5 separate regions of the Sus scrofa genome follow, and all the other regions are linked to region 2. The links are chromatin contacts, called in public Hi-C, HiChIP or PLAC-seq and promoter capture Hi-C maps. All regions are on one chromosome and are shown on one strand. The core of a region is the stretch at or near the end of the contact, and the rest is flanking DNA. Distances in the headings are between cores, read along the strand shown.

Evidence for each region. Promoter capture Hi-C pulls out the DNA fragments that hold promoters and counts their contacts. Hi-C and Micro-C count contacts between places; a contact is called where the count stands out from the background. HiChIP or PLAC-seq counts read pairs in DNA pulled down with a chosen protein or histone mark.
Region 1: a contact with region 2 is called in an H3K27ac HiChIP or PLAC-seq map of alveolar macrophages. The contact joins the enhancer-like site here to the promoter of FAM32A in region 2. A contact is called at or near these places in 1 of 5 promoter capture datasets (fetal liver), 5 of 47 Hi-C or Micro-C datasets (embryonic fibroblasts, heart right ventricle, mesenteric adipose tissue and 2 more) and 1 of 2 datasets of contacts at active chromatin or transcription factors (alveolar macrophages).
Region 3: a contact with region 2 is called in a promoter capture Hi-C map of fetal liver, with 4 times the contacts expected there. The contact joins the promoter of BRD4 here to the promoter of FAM32A in region 2. A contact is called at or near these places in 1 of 5 promoter capture datasets (fetal liver) and 2 of 47 Hi-C or Micro-C datasets (embryonic fibroblasts and omental adipose tissue).
Region 4: a contact with region 2 is called in a Hi-C map of embryonic fibroblasts, with 1.7 times the contacts expected there. The contact joins the promoter of AKAP8 here to the promoter of FAM32A in region 2. A contact is called at or near these places in 1 of 5 promoter capture datasets (fetal liver) and 1 of 47 Hi-C or Micro-C datasets (embryonic fibroblasts).
Region 5: a contact with region 2 is called in a Hi-C map of embryonic fibroblasts, with 3 times the contacts expected there. The contact joins the promoter of WIZ here to the promoter of FAM32A in region 2. A contact is called at or near these places in 1 of 5 promoter capture datasets (liver), 5 of 47 Hi-C or Micro-C datasets (embryonic fibroblasts, fibroblasts, heart right ventricle and 2 more) and 1 of 2 datasets of contacts at active chromatin or transcription factors (skeletal muscle).

What each region holds. Positions count from the first base shown.
Region 1 is chr2:62,389,728-62,392,427 of Sscrofa11.1, reverse strand. It overlaps NOTCH3 (neurogenic locus notch homolog protein 3), which reads right to left. Exons shown (of 33, transcript XM_021083631.1): 28 at 2,613-2,697. Among named protein-coding and RNA genes, the nearest start is that of NOTCH3, 27 kb to the right of the region's middle. Within about 2 kb of position 1,372, at least 1 of the 83 cell types and tissues checked has an H3K27ac peak or open chromatin away from gene starts, as enhancers often do. A contact at or near this core is called in alveolar macrophages, where this site is marked.
Region 2 is chr2:61,392,859-61,395,558 of Sscrofa11.1, reverse strand. FAM32A (family with sequence similarity 32 member A) reads left to right here and starts at 1,308. Exons shown (of 4, transcript NM_001243887.1): 1 at 1,308-1,411; 2 at 1,524-1,665. The coding sequence starts at 1,338. The region is part of intron 1 of CIB3 (calcium and integrin-binding family member 3); the gene reads right to left.
Region 3 is chr2:62,306,407-62,309,106 of Sscrofa11.1, reverse strand. It overlaps BRD4 (bromodomain containing 4), which reads right to left and starts at 1,322. Exons shown (of 19, transcript NM_001204772.1): 1 at 1,010-1,322. The coding sequence starts at 1,294.
Region 4 is chr2:62,220,728-62,223,427 of Sscrofa11.1, reverse strand. AKAP8 (A-kinase anchor protein 8) reads right to left here and starts at 1,368. Exons shown (of 14, transcript XM_003123431.4): 1 at 1,094-1,368. The coding sequence starts at 1,166. It overlaps AKAP8L (A-kinase anchor protein 8-like), which reads right to left. Exons shown (of 24, transcript XM_005652898.3): 13 at 1,965-2,060; 14 at 1,094-1,864. The coding sequence ends at 1,562. All of the region lies in intron 1 of LOC110259330 (a long non-coding RNA gene), which reads left to right.
Region 5 is chr2:62,153,989-62,156,688 of Sscrofa11.1, reverse strand. It overlaps WIZ (protein Wiz), which reads right to left and starts at 1,294. Exons shown (of 9, transcript XM_021083626.1): 1 at 1,133-1,294.

The DNA of each region.
Region 1 (2,700 bases), core at 123-2,622, 1.0 Mb before region 2:
AGGGGAGAGGGCCTGGGAACCCACGATGGATGATCAAGAGATGCAGAGCACAGCACCTGTCAGCACACACCTGTCTATACACTAGACAGGAACACACCTAAAATGAAGTTAAGAGAACAATCCTATTGACAACAGTATGGAGAAAAACAAAAAATTTTAAGGAGTTCCCACTGTGTACAACAGGACCAGAAGCATCTCTGGAGCACTGGGACACAGGTTCAATCCCCAGCCCAGCACAGTGGGTTAAGGATCCTGCCTTGCCAAAGCTGCAGCGTGGGTCACAACTGTGGCTTAGATCTGATCCCTGGCCTGGGAACTCCAAATGCCACTGAGTGGCCGAAAAAGAAAACAAACAAACAAAAAACTTTAAAATTAAATTTAACAGAAGAAATGCAAAGCTTGTATTCTGGAAATTACGAACTATTGATAAAAGAAATGTGGGAGTAGAGGGATCCTGCAAGGATCAGTATTAATCTGGGAAAGGAAGGGAAGGTGAGTGGGAAGATGAGAAGTAGGGAGTTACCCTGGATACCATGAAGGCTCCCACCTGGTACCACAAACAAGAACATGAGGTATCAGGACTGAATAATCACACACTTGTGTATTGATTTATCCTCAGGAGCCCAGCACCTGGGCCCCTCGCAGGAGCTCAATACATTTCAGACTCATGGTCCACAAGAATGAATGATGTTATCCAAACGAAGTGGGATATTCCTAACTAGCCTGGCTGGACATTTAAGAGCCTACAGACAGAGAGCTTGATCAAGCCAGACCTGAGCTTACGAACCCAGATGGGGAGATGAAATTCACAAAAGGGAAGATCCAGGTGATGGACAGCTAACCAGAAAGGGGTCCTGGAGGATGGGAGAGCCTTCAATGTTGATTTGATTTCTGACACTGTCACTTAATGGGCTTGTGACCCTGGGCAAATTACATCAGAACTCTGAACTTCTCATGATAATGCAATCACTCTGCAATGCTAAAACGCCATCATAAACATTATGCACCATATACTGAACGCCACTTTTGGATGAGAAAGGGAGAAAAAAGCCTGGGGCAAGCAGATTTCTTCAGTTGTCAATTGTAATAGATGTCTCCATTTCAACAAACATTAAAATATAGGCAGGCCAGAAATAGCTAAGAATGGAGATGTCTATCAATAGCTGCTTTATGGCATCCTCCTAACGATGAAACAAGTTGCTTTGTGTGTTTTCAAGACATTCAGCAAGTATGAAAGTAATGCTAGCAGGAGCCTGTTATGAATTGTGTTCCCCCCCAAAAAAATATGTTGAAGGCCTAACCCCCAACATGACTATATTTAGAGATAGGGCTTTTAAGGAAGTAATTAAGATTAAATGAAATCATAAGGGTGGGGTTCTATAAGAAAAGGAAGAGAAGAGTTCCCCTTGCAGTTTAGTGGGTTAAGAGCCCAACATAAGGAGTTCCCTTCGTGGCTCAATGGTTAATGATTCTGACTAGGATCCATAAGGATACAGGTTTGATCCCTGGCCTTGCTCAGTGGGTTAAAGATGTGGCATTGCCATGAGCTGTGGTGTAGGTCGCAGATGCAGCTCTGATCCCAGCAGCTGTGGCTCAGATTAGACACCTTAGCCTAGAAACTTCCATGTGCCACAGATGAGGCCCTAAAAAGCAAAAAAAAAAAAAAAAGAGCCTAACATAGAGTCCATGAGGATATGGGTTCAATTCTCAGACTCCCTCAGTGGGTTAAGGATCTGGCATTGCCACAAGCTGCAGTGTAAGTTGCAGATGTAGCTCATGGCTGTGGCAGAGACTAGCAGCTGCAGCTCCAATTTGACCCCCAGACTAGGAACTTCCATATGCCACAGGTGCGACCATTAAAAAAAAGGAAAAGGGAAAGAAGAGGAGTTCTCTTGTAGTGCAGTGGATTAGGGATCTGGTGTTGTCACTGCAATGGCTGCTATGATGCAGGTTCAACCCCCAGCCTAGGAACTTCCACATGCTGTGGGCATGGAGAAAAAAAATTTCATTTGGAATAGCATAATGAACTAGTAAATATCCAGGAATAAATCTAACAAAAGATATGGAGAAAATTATAAAATTTTATAAAAAAAATAAGAAGAAGAAGAAGAGATACCAGCATTCTCTCAGCATCCACACACAGAGGAAAGGCCACGTAAGGACACAGTGAGAAGGCACATTCTACATGCCAGGAGAGCCCTCACCAAGAACTAATCCTGCCAGCACTTTGATCTCGACCTTCAAGCCTCCAGAACTGTAAGAAAATAAGGGTCTGTTATCTGAGCCACCCAGTCTGCGGCACTTCATTAGGGCAGCCCAGGCTGAATAGACAGGGCCCACAGGTGTGGTCCTAGGATAGGAAAAGATGAGCTGGGAGCACTCTCAGGCGGGGCACATAGGACAAAGTTGGATGCAGCAGAGAGAAAGCAGAATCACTGTCTGGGCCAGGAGATCCCCTCTGGGAAGACCCCAGGCTGGCCCAGTTAGAGGAGCAGGATGGGGTGGGTACCATGGCTGTTCTCCAGAGCCAGGGACAGTGGACATTTCCCTCCCTCTCCCGCTGACCACTGGGCCCCCACCCAGGACCCTGAGGGCAGAAGAGGGGACACAACCTTCAGTCGTTTGGCCTCTGGGCAGTCTGTGTCCATCCAGTCTGTGGCCACCTCCCCCATCAGACTCTCACCCTTGGCCATGTTCCTG
Region 2 (2,700 bases), core at 59-2,558:
TATTATCTATAGCCCTTGAGGAGGAACCAAAGGCCCTTGAGTTTGTTTAATAGCTAAACCATTATTATTTTGTCTCACTTGACTGTTTTCCTTTGTTTCTGCAATTTCTCACTTCTCTGATTAAATTTACTCTTTGGAATTCAAAGGAAGCCTCGGAAGCTAAAGTTTTTCTGCAAACAAGAGGCAGGTGGAGGACATGGTGGGTGTGGGGGGTGGGTGTCTGTTCCAGTTATGTGGAATAACACTCACCAAAGAAGAAGAATGGTAATACTGTTGTACCCAACAACAGGAGGGATCTCAAACACATTATGCCCAGTGAAACTCTAACTCAAGAAAACACATGTGTTATGATTCCATGTACATGAAACATTTTTAAAAAGACATTCACAACCTATAGTGAGAGAAAACAGATTTGGAGTTGCCTGGGAAGAGGGATAGAAGGGTTAACTGGAAAGAAGAACAAAGGAATTTGGGGGTGACAAAATGTTCTATATTTTGATTGTACAGGCGATTACATAGGTGTATAAATGTGACAATATTCATGGAAGGGTACAATGTAAATGGGTGTCTTTTACTGTTTATAAATTGTACCTCAATAAAACTGATTTTAAAAAATAATTTAGGAGTTCCCACTGTGGCATAGTGAGTTAAGAGCCGGGTGTAGCTCCGTGAGGATGCAGATTCAATCCCTGCCCCTTGCTCAGCGGATTAAGGATCCAGCATTGCAGCAAGCTGCAGAGTATGTCACAGATGTGGTGTCTGTGGCATAGGCCTGCAGCTGCAGCTCCAATTCCACCCCTAGCCTAGGAACTTTCATATGCCACAGGTGCAGTGGTAAAAAGAAAAAAGACAATTCTTAAATGCCACCAACAATATATTTCACATATTACTATCATTTACCAAAAGCTGGAAAACTAACCACTACTAATTAGGTTTACAAAATTAGGTAATCTGTTGAACCCTCAAAATATGGCAATAAACTCAAGAAAACGTTGGGTTTTAGGAAACTGCTTCTCTGTCAAAGAGTGAGCGAGGAGGGTGTGGAGGATGAAAGGGCCGGGTGGTGGGGGAGGGTTGGGAGGTGGTGAATGGGCTCGGAAGTAGCACCAAGGCCGGAAGTATGGCAGGAGGCAGGATGCAGAATGCAGAGGATGTGAACTCACCTGACCTCCAGGCCCAACCCGGAACCCAGAGGTGTGGCGAACGCGGCTTCCAAGGGCGCACGCGCACCGCCTGGATAAGCCAATCAAAACAAAGGGAGGCGGGCGTTTGGGTGGAAGTTGCTTTCTCAAACAGGAAGTGTGGCATTTTTACAGCCCGAACGTCAAACCGGGTCCATGGAAGACTACGAGCAAGTCCAAAGGGGGCCCCTGAAGCTGAAAGGTGTAGCAGAGCTCGGAGTGACCAAGCGGTAAGTCCCGAGAGCCCACGGGACCCCATATTCTGCCTTTTTAAGCTTCTTCCTGAGGCCCGGGGTTGGTGCTCTGACCTGCCATTACCCTCGCTCCCACCCGTCTCCCCAGGAAGAAGAAAAAGAAGGACAAAGACAAGGCGAAACTCCTGGAAGCCATGGGAACGAGCAAAAAGAACGAAGAGGAGAAGCGGCGCGGCCTGGACAAGCGGACCCCGGCCCAGGCGGCTTTCGAAAAGATGCAGGAGAAGCGGGTAAGTTGGGTGAGGAGCCGAGGGACGCCCCGCATCTCCCGGGGTGGATTCAGAGGCAGGGCCTGGAGACTTGTAACCAGGATCTACCCCAGGACACTCCGGGGAGGGCGAGTGGCCAGAGTGGACGTTAATTACCGGGAGAAGCTACTGCCTGAGTAGAAGACAAGAGTCCGTTGCGGGGAGCTCCGAGGATAGGAAGCTTCTCTGGCGAAGTGTATTTCAGAGGGGCGGGCTAGAGATCCCGGTTTCGATTCCAGCGCGGTCCCTCATTTGCCCAAGACACTGTGGGTCAGGGACTCCTCTCTCCTTCCCTCACTTTCCTCATGTGTAGGGGTAAGGATAATGCTTTCTTCTAAGAAGAATGGAAACTTTGGATGAGGTGATGCAGGTAAATGGCATTAAGTCTGGCATGAAGTCAGTGCTTAAATGATGCTGGCTGTTGATATTAAATGGGCTGCTGTAAGTCACCACGAAGTGTTTCCACGACTTCGGCAGCTTCAGATATGTTGTGTTTTAAGGCTCTAATGAGTGGTTTTCTCTTAACATTGAATACAAGGCCCCCAACTGAGAACCACTGGCCTAGACTGATTATTTCCTCCTGCAAGCATTATGGGCTGAACTTATCTATTCTATGCCGACCTCTCATATCTCTCACCACCCAGTTTTTATTAAAAAATAAATAAGGCAGATTTTTGGAGTTCCCCGTTGTGGCTTAGTGGTTAACAGATCCAACTAGGAACCATGAGGTTGCAAGTTCGATCCTTGGCCTTGCTCAGTGGGTTAAGGATCCGGCGTTGTGGTGAGCTGTGGTGTAGGTTGCAGACGAAGCTCGGATCCTGCATTGCTGTGGCTCTGGCGTAGGCCGGCAGCTACAGCTCCCATTCGACCCCTAGCTTGGGAACCTCCATATACTGCGGGAGCAGCCCAAGAAATGGCAAAAAGACAAAAATAAATAAATAAATAAAATAAAAATAAATATAAATAAATTAAATAAAGCAGATTTCTAAAGCAGGAGATCAAAATTTTGATACTAGA
Region 3 (2,700 bases), core at 73-2,572, 910 kb before region 2:
ACAGTGACTTTCAAGCAAGGAAGGTCACACTGGTATGTTCCTCCTTGAAACCAGATGTCTAGTAGAGGCTGAGGATCCTATACCTGTGCAGCTCTAACTTGTAGACCCTGTTGTCAAAAGCAACAATCATCTGATTTCAATTCCTTCATCCAGGGGTGTGTGGGAGATTTGGCAAACAGCAGAGGGCAATTTAAAGACAAATTAGTTCTTGATGCTTTGAAAAAAGGAAAAAATTAAACATGTTTATTACGTTTGCTCCCCAAGGTTCAGTTAGAGGTACAAGTTGAGTTTCCAGAAACATTTACAGGATGTCGGCAAACTCTCAAAGGAAAAAGGAGAGGAATAAGGGTACAAAAGAACAAGAGCAAGTGCAATGTGGCCACAACGAGGCGGGCAGGTGTAAGGGTGCAGGGGCAGCCAGAGGCAAAGCTGCACCCAAATCCCCCCTCTCCATCAAGGCTACCTCTACATACTTGGCTCGCTGGAAAATACTCAACTACCTGCCCTGTGCTCTGGGTGATGATGATGATGCAAGTACCAGAACAGGTACTATAGCCAAACCACTCCCCTTCCCACACAATCTGACCAACTACTTCTGCTGAGCCCAATGGGCCAGTCTGGGTGACCACATCTGAGAAGGGAGGACCTGAACTATCAAGTGACCCCACAGTGGCTCTCCCATGGGGCTGAAAGGCAAGTTGCAATGCAAGCATTCCTCCATTCCAGTTTTGATCTCTCTACATAGTATTTCCCAGAATCCTAATATCGAAGAAACCAGTTACTGTTTAAGCCAGTTAGCACATTCTCTCCCCTTCACTACTTTCATTCATCAGGACTACTGAAACCACTCACCCAAGGGCCCCGTGGGTGCTGGAGTTCAGAGCCAGGCCATGCACTTTCACAATGACTTCAAAGGCACCCCCATCTCCCAAAAGGTCCACCCGCACCAGAAGCAACACAGGAGGAGACCTGAAGAATAGCAGCTCCAGACCCTGCCCAAGTTACTCACAGGGAGGTTTAGCTTGACGGCATCCACAGGCTGCTGGAAAGGCCACGCAAACTGGTGTTTCCATAGTGTCTTGAGCACCACTTTGAGCAGATATTGCAGTTGGTTGGTCTGCCTCTTGGGCTTGTTGGGGTTAGAAGTCTCCGGGGGTGGGGGGTTGGTGCTGGCTGTATTGGCTTGCTGGGGTTGGGCCTGGGCCTGCGTTGTAGACATTTGGGTAGTTTCTAGTCCATCCCCCATTACTGGCAGATTTCTCAATCTTGTCCCAGGGCCGCTCTCCGCAGACATGCTACTGATCCCATCACATTCTTCACTGGGCACTCTACAAGGAAAGAGAAAAGCCACCATCAGAGAACAGGCAGTAGATGGGTGCCACTCACAATGATATTGCCCAGGGCTGTAGCCTTCAAAGGCTGAGTTCCTTTAGTGAAAACTGATTAGGCTGACTGGGGAGACACTCTGTGCACTAACTAAAGGGCCCTAGTGTCTACTCTCCTCAAGGACTCATCATCCAGTAGAGAAAAGAGATCAAGTACCAATTTTGAGGGAGTGGGCATGGAGTCCAGAGTCCAGTAGGAGCTGGAAGGGGCTGCGGGAGCTACAGAGTTCAAGAGAAAGTGGGTATAATAAGCATCAAACAAGTTTTCACATCTGTGAGTTTTGAGGGGACAGTGTGTGTGAGAGATAATGATTTGCAAGGCCCAAACTACATCATTTTCATTAAATTTCTTTCTTTCCTTTTGTCTTTTGTCCTTTTAGGGCCCCACCTGAGACATATGGAGGTTCCCAGGATAGGGGTCTAATCAGAGCTGTTGCTGCAGGCCTATGCCAAAGCCACAGCAGTGCTGGATCCAAGCAGTGTCTGCAACCTATTCCAAAGCCTACGGCAACACCAGATCCTTAACCCACTGGGTGAGGCCAGGGATCAAACTCGCAACCTCATGGTTCCTAGTCGGATTTGTTATCCATTGCACCATGATGAGAACTCCCATTTTCATTAAATTTCTTATTTATGGTTCATGAAGCATACAGCCAAATCGATAATTCCACTTGGCGAGTAAGGGCCGGGCAGGATGGAGCAGGAAGGTCACCACCCTTGAATAGCCCATGCAGTCCACTGCTGAGTGCTCAGGGCCAAGTCTTGTACTTAGGAAGAAAATTTTCTTGATAACTTAATGCATGTTTGCTGATGAAAGGTAACTAACTGCTGATAACATAAAAATGAATCCAGGAGTTCCCACTGTGGCACAGTGGTTAACGAATCCGATTAGGAACCATGAAGTTGTGGGTTCGATCCCTGGCCTTGCTCAGTGGGTTAAGGATCCGGCGTTGCCGTGAGCTGTGGTGTAGGTTGCAGACGCGGCTCGGATCCCGCATTGCGTGGCTCTGGTGTAGGCTGGTGGCTACAGCTCCAATTAGACACCTAGTCTGGGAACCTCCATATGTCGTGGGAGCTGCTCAAGAAAAGGCGAAAGACAAAAACATAAAAATGAATCCATACATGACCTACAATTTTATTAACCAGATTTTCAAAGCTTATTTATAAAGGTACAGAGGAGTACCTCCTGTGACAGCTCCTATGGAAGGAGAAGGGGGGGCCACATGAGAACACTTTTCAGTGATTAGCACTCTGTCCTACACACTGCCCTCAACCCCCTGCTGCTTCAGCCCACATCATGAGCATCATTTAAAGG
Region 4 (2,700 bases), core at 119-2,618, 830 kb before region 2:
GAGTCAACAGAGCACTACCATGCACCTGGGAACTTTTCTGCTTCTGCAATTCCTGCTGCTGGTCTCCTGCTAATACTGCCACCATTCAAGACTAGCGCCTTCCCTGTTGCAGCCAAAATCAGATCGCTTGCTTCTCAAACCTCAAACACCTGGATGGGGTATCGGAGCTTGGTCAAGCCCATTCCTGCATATTTCTACTGCTCCCGGCGGGTAAACGCGGCTTCCAGCATAGAACAAAAGCCTCCCAGGAGGCTGATTCTAGATTGAGAGGTCACCCAAGAAGGTCCTGCCGCAGGCTCTGAAACTCAAGTGGAGAAAGGGCACATTCTCTTTTACAAAACCCCTCTGGCATCTCCAGGCCACCACAAGGCGATGCCCGGAGGAGAACCACTAACGGGTTTCCAAGTTTTGACAAAGAAAACACCCAGCATTTGACTCTCAGTGTCTTGCCTCAGAGCTACACAACCCAGGGAGAACGCAGGCGCCGCACTACTCAAGGCCTCAGCACTGCACCGCTGGCGGTCCGAACCTGTGCCGCTCATACCGCTTCCGGACCGGTGCTCCAGGCCACGTGGGCGGCGCAGAAGACCCAACGAAGCCCCGCAAGTACCCAGGAAGGCCCGAAGGCCGGGAAAGAGACAGCAGTCCCTCCTCCCGCCGCGGCTGCAGACCCCACGCCCCACAAGCTCGCGCCATAGCTCCGCCCTCTGGCGCCGCCATTTTGTGGCGTCTTCCGAAAGAGGCTGCGGCCCTGCGGGCGGCAGGGATCCGCGGGGCCTACAGCCCCGGTGGGGCTGAGAAGCAGAAACGGTCCTAAAGGCTCAAGGCGCCCCCCGAAGCCCGCCGTAGCGTCGGCCAGCCGAACTCCGCCGACGTCCCCAGGTTCCATCGGCCAATCCGCATGCAGCGGCCCGGGAGCGACTGCGCCGAGGTCCAATGAACTGCGTGCGCGCGTCCCGGCCGCCCCTCTGCAGGGCCGGACTGTAGTAACTGGGCTCTGGAGTAGGCCCCAGCCCGTGGCCCTCTGCGCGGCGACGGTGTCGCCTGGGCACCACCTGCCCGTCCCACCCCGCACTAAGTTGCCCACACTAACCTCCGTAGCCCTGTTCCATGTCTTCAGCTCGGCCCGCCAGCAGCTCCTCTTTCCAGACTACCACAGGACGCATGCGCTGAACCCAACTCCCGCTGTCTTCTACTGGTAAGCCAGTTGATACGTCACCCCTTCCGCGCGCAACTACTGGCGGGAATTTACGACGGACCCGCCCTCACCACTCCAGGTGGCCTTCCGGTTGTTCCGGATCGGTGCTCATAGCATCCTGGGAGTTTTGGTCCGGGCCGCTGTGCCTCGCAGCGCGCAAGCGTATCCCTGCTTCTCCTCGCCGCTAGTGCGCAGCTGCAACCCATCCTTCCGAGGCCCACCCACAGATACACACCTCTAAGCAGAGATCCAGTCGCTCGCCCACTAGGACCGCACCACAGACAAAATAAGAAGAGGTGGGAAGGGAAGAACTTTATTAGACTCCGCTTCTAGCCTCTGCCACGCGGGCCCCGCCCGCCCGGGTCATGGAGCGCCCCCTCCGCCCTCCTCCTCGTCGTCAGCCTCTACATCGAGGCCTGGGATGCCTCGGATTTGGCGCTGCAGCGCCCCGCCCAGCAGGGGCAAGGCTTCCTCCTCCTCCTCAGGGGGCGGAGGTGGGGGCGGGGTCGCAGCCCCAGAGACCGGTTCCGGGGGCACCGGGGGCTGAGCCGGCGCGTCCTCTGCGACTCCCGCTGCTTCGACTAGCGCCCCCTCATCCAGGGCACCGCCCTCGGCCTCCTCCTGTTCCTTCTCCTCCTCCGGGCTGTCGGTGAAAGGGTTCTCTCCCTGCGGGGGACGGCGATACTTTAGAAATGGGAGCACCCCAGGGCCCGAATCAGGCACCGGGGCTGGGGACCGGGCCGCGTGACAAAGGCAAGCACCTCACCTTCAGATAGCGTTCCAGCTTCTTGCTGATGAGCTTGTTGTTAAGGATGCTGCGAGCCACCATGAGCGAGGACTTCTTAGACTGCTCCATCATGAGCTGCGGGCAAGGCAGGCAGGGCTGGAGAGGCTGCTCCAGGCATCCAAAACTCGCCCCATTCCCACCAAGCCAGATCGGTAAGGGCACCCCTCTCCACCTACACCTCGGGGCTCAGCACCGCCAATGATTCCAACCAGATTTCGTAGGTCTGTAAATGTACCCTTGGGTACAAGCTTGATTTCCCCTCTACAAGCATGGAACCATGACCTGATTTGATCCTTGCCCAAATGCTCCTCCATCTTTCCATACCATACTTACTTACTGTATGTAACTGTAACTGATTAAAGACATGTCTTTACAGCTGTATGGCAGAAATCTGATTTGCTTACATAAAAATTATAAGCAGTGAACAAATTAAGAAACCTATTGAAGACCAAGTAAATGTGCAACCCCTAACAAGGGGCCACCTGCCTTAATATGAAAGGAACTCTCTAGGATAAACGAGGTATAAAAGCAGGAATATGAACGTCAGTCAGTGTATTTAACTAATATACATACATCTTTTTATTCCATGGGATTCCCAGGATTAAGAATTATACCCCCAAATGGGAAGGTTAAAAAGAGACACTTAATACTCTGCAGGCGAGAGGTTCAACTGTTTATTTTCTGCAAATCAGTTTGATAGAATGTATCAAAAGTA
Region 5 (2,700 bases), core at 45-2,544, 760 kb before region 2:
CCTAGGTGCCTCCAGTCATTCATACACAGCTATACTTTCCCCAGTTGTGCCTCCACTGCCTTGCACATGCATATCCTGCGTGCATGCTTCGGCTTGCATCCCGGCCACTTCCACACTCTGATCCTATACACTGTCTCAAGTCCCCCCATCATTACCCCTGCACTTTTCTTTTCTTACTTCAGTTGCCTGTATCAGTTACCCCTGCACTTTTCCCACAGTCCAGGCCCCCTCCCCACACGGAACCTTTGGGTTCTCCAGCATTAACCCCTTTACCCTCACGCAAGCCTCAAGTGACCCCAGCATTAACCCCTTCACTTCACCCCAACATTACCCTTCATGCATACTCAGCCTGGGTTCCTCCATCCCACCCTCCCAAGATCTCTCTAGTCCGCCGTCAAAAGGGAAGGATGGGGCTCCTGGTCCAGAAATGAGGACCCTGGGGAGGCTGTGGGGGTGGGGGCTTTCTTCTCCACCTATAAATACCTTCAAGGTAACGGCGGCAGAAAGTGAAGGGCAGGAATGAGGCGCCCTCCCCAGGGAGACGATGGGGAGGCCGATCCCAAGCAACCGGGGCGGGGCCGGGGCTCCAGGCCTGGCAGCAGGCGCTGCCCTCGGGGACCTGGGGGCTCCCTGGGGGCCTGTCCGTGGACTGGCCGTTGTGGTGGGGGTCCCTGCCCCGGCCCCAAGGAGGCACCTGCGGGTTCCCACCGGGTGGGCACTGCCCGCGGGGAACCGGCGGGACCGCAACTTCGGAGCACTTTGGCAGCGTGGGGAGGGGGGCTCCTTTCTGGACGCCCCCTCCCGGGGTAGCAGAGGTGGTGGCGGTGCCACGCCAGCGCACCCCTCGGGGCGCTAGGGTCCGGAAGATGCGCCCCCCCGCCCGTGCACCTCGGGGCGGGAGACCCCGCGGGACGCGCCGAGGTAGGAGGGGGACACCTGCCCCACGACCCCCCGCTCCTCCCCCCAACCTGTGCGGCCCCGCCCCCGACAAGGCCCCGCCCCTACAGGCCCCGCCCCCGCCCCCCGCCCCCCGCCCCGGGGGGTCCCGCCTGGCCCGGCCCGGCCCGGGCCTCCCCCTCCCCGCGCCGGCTCCGCCCCGCCCGCGGGCTCCCCAGGCCGGGCCGGGCCTCACCGGGGAGGCGGTGCCGCCGGCTGGGTGCCGGGGCTCGGAGCTCCCTTCTTTGGTGCGGCCGTCGCTGCCGCTACCGCCCTTGCAGCTCGCGGTGCCGGTGCCGCGGCCTCCGCAGCCGCCGCCGCCTCCACCGCTCGGGGGACATTGTCCCTTTAAATCGCTCCCCCCGCCGCCCCGCCCCCCCGGCGCGCCGCCGTGACCTCAGCGCGACAGCCCCGCCACGCCGCCATGATGGGGAGGTCCGGGACCCCCCCCTCCCCGCCCCCCCTCCGCGCCACCCCGGTTGGGGGGGGGGCAACCAGCAGGCGCGCCGCCATGTTGGGAGTGGCCAGGAGGGTCACCCTTAAAGGGCCCGCGCGACCTGAGAGTCCAGGGAGAGGCTGTTACCATGACAACACTCTTGTGCTCATGCCCTCAGTGGCTCTTCATCACCCTACTAGTTTTTCCAATGCTAGCCCAGTTAATAGAATCAGAAGAGTGGAGAGGGGATAGAGAAGTTCCCCCATGGGTCGTTTTTAGGTCATTGAGGACTCCACATGGTCAATAGCCTTCAGTCCTCTTCTCCCAGTTCCAACCACAAGTTCATTCTTTCCTTCCCCGCTATGCAGTACTTCTCTGCCCCTAGAGCTGCCTTAGGTCCCCAAACCTAAGCCCCCTTTTCTACCACCTCCCAGGATCATAATCTCCAGGCCTACCTCACAAAGCACACATAATAGGCTTTATGCTTCTACCCAAAACCCATCCACATGTCTAACTCATCCATCTCCCTACCTATTCATTCACACATTCAGTTGATCAACCACTCATCTACCCATCCAGTCAACTAACCACCTATCCATCCACCTATCCAAACACCCACTTAAAGTAACCATCCACCTACTCATTCATTCACTATCCAATTAAATACTTATCCATACAATCAAGCAAGCAAACACCCATCTCTACACACATACCTTCACCTAGTCACCAAAACACCCATCCATCAATTGCATGTTTGTTTGTCTCTTTCACCAGAGAGTTCCATGATGACAAGAGTCATTATAGTTCATCATTGTTTCCCTACTGCCCAGCTCAAGCCTTAAGAAACCTCAAAAAATGTACATACAATACATATAACTGCTTACTCAATTCAAATATTTATTTCCTATTATGATCCAGTCCTTTTCCAGGCAGGCATACCCATTCCAGCTAACTACCTACTCAGCTACTCACCTACAAGGGTGAACATCCAACAAATGCTAACCTATTAACCATCTACCTATTGTGCTGTCCACCCTATCTCTCACCCACTCACCCACACATGATTTAAATGCCCACTCATTTTCTAAGCAACCACCCACAGAGCTTAACCATCTTCATACATACCCAATCCTTCCTTTGTCTGCCTCCCAGACCCAAGTCCTCGCCACCATGAGGGAGCTGGTATGGAATTTGGAGCCCTAGAAAGATGCTCTCATCTGGAATCTGGGCTTCACTGAGAAGCAGATGGTGCCCTAACAATGACAAATACCTTTTATTGAGCACTTTAAACTATGGGTCTTTTACTGTGCAAGGAAAATAAATCCATT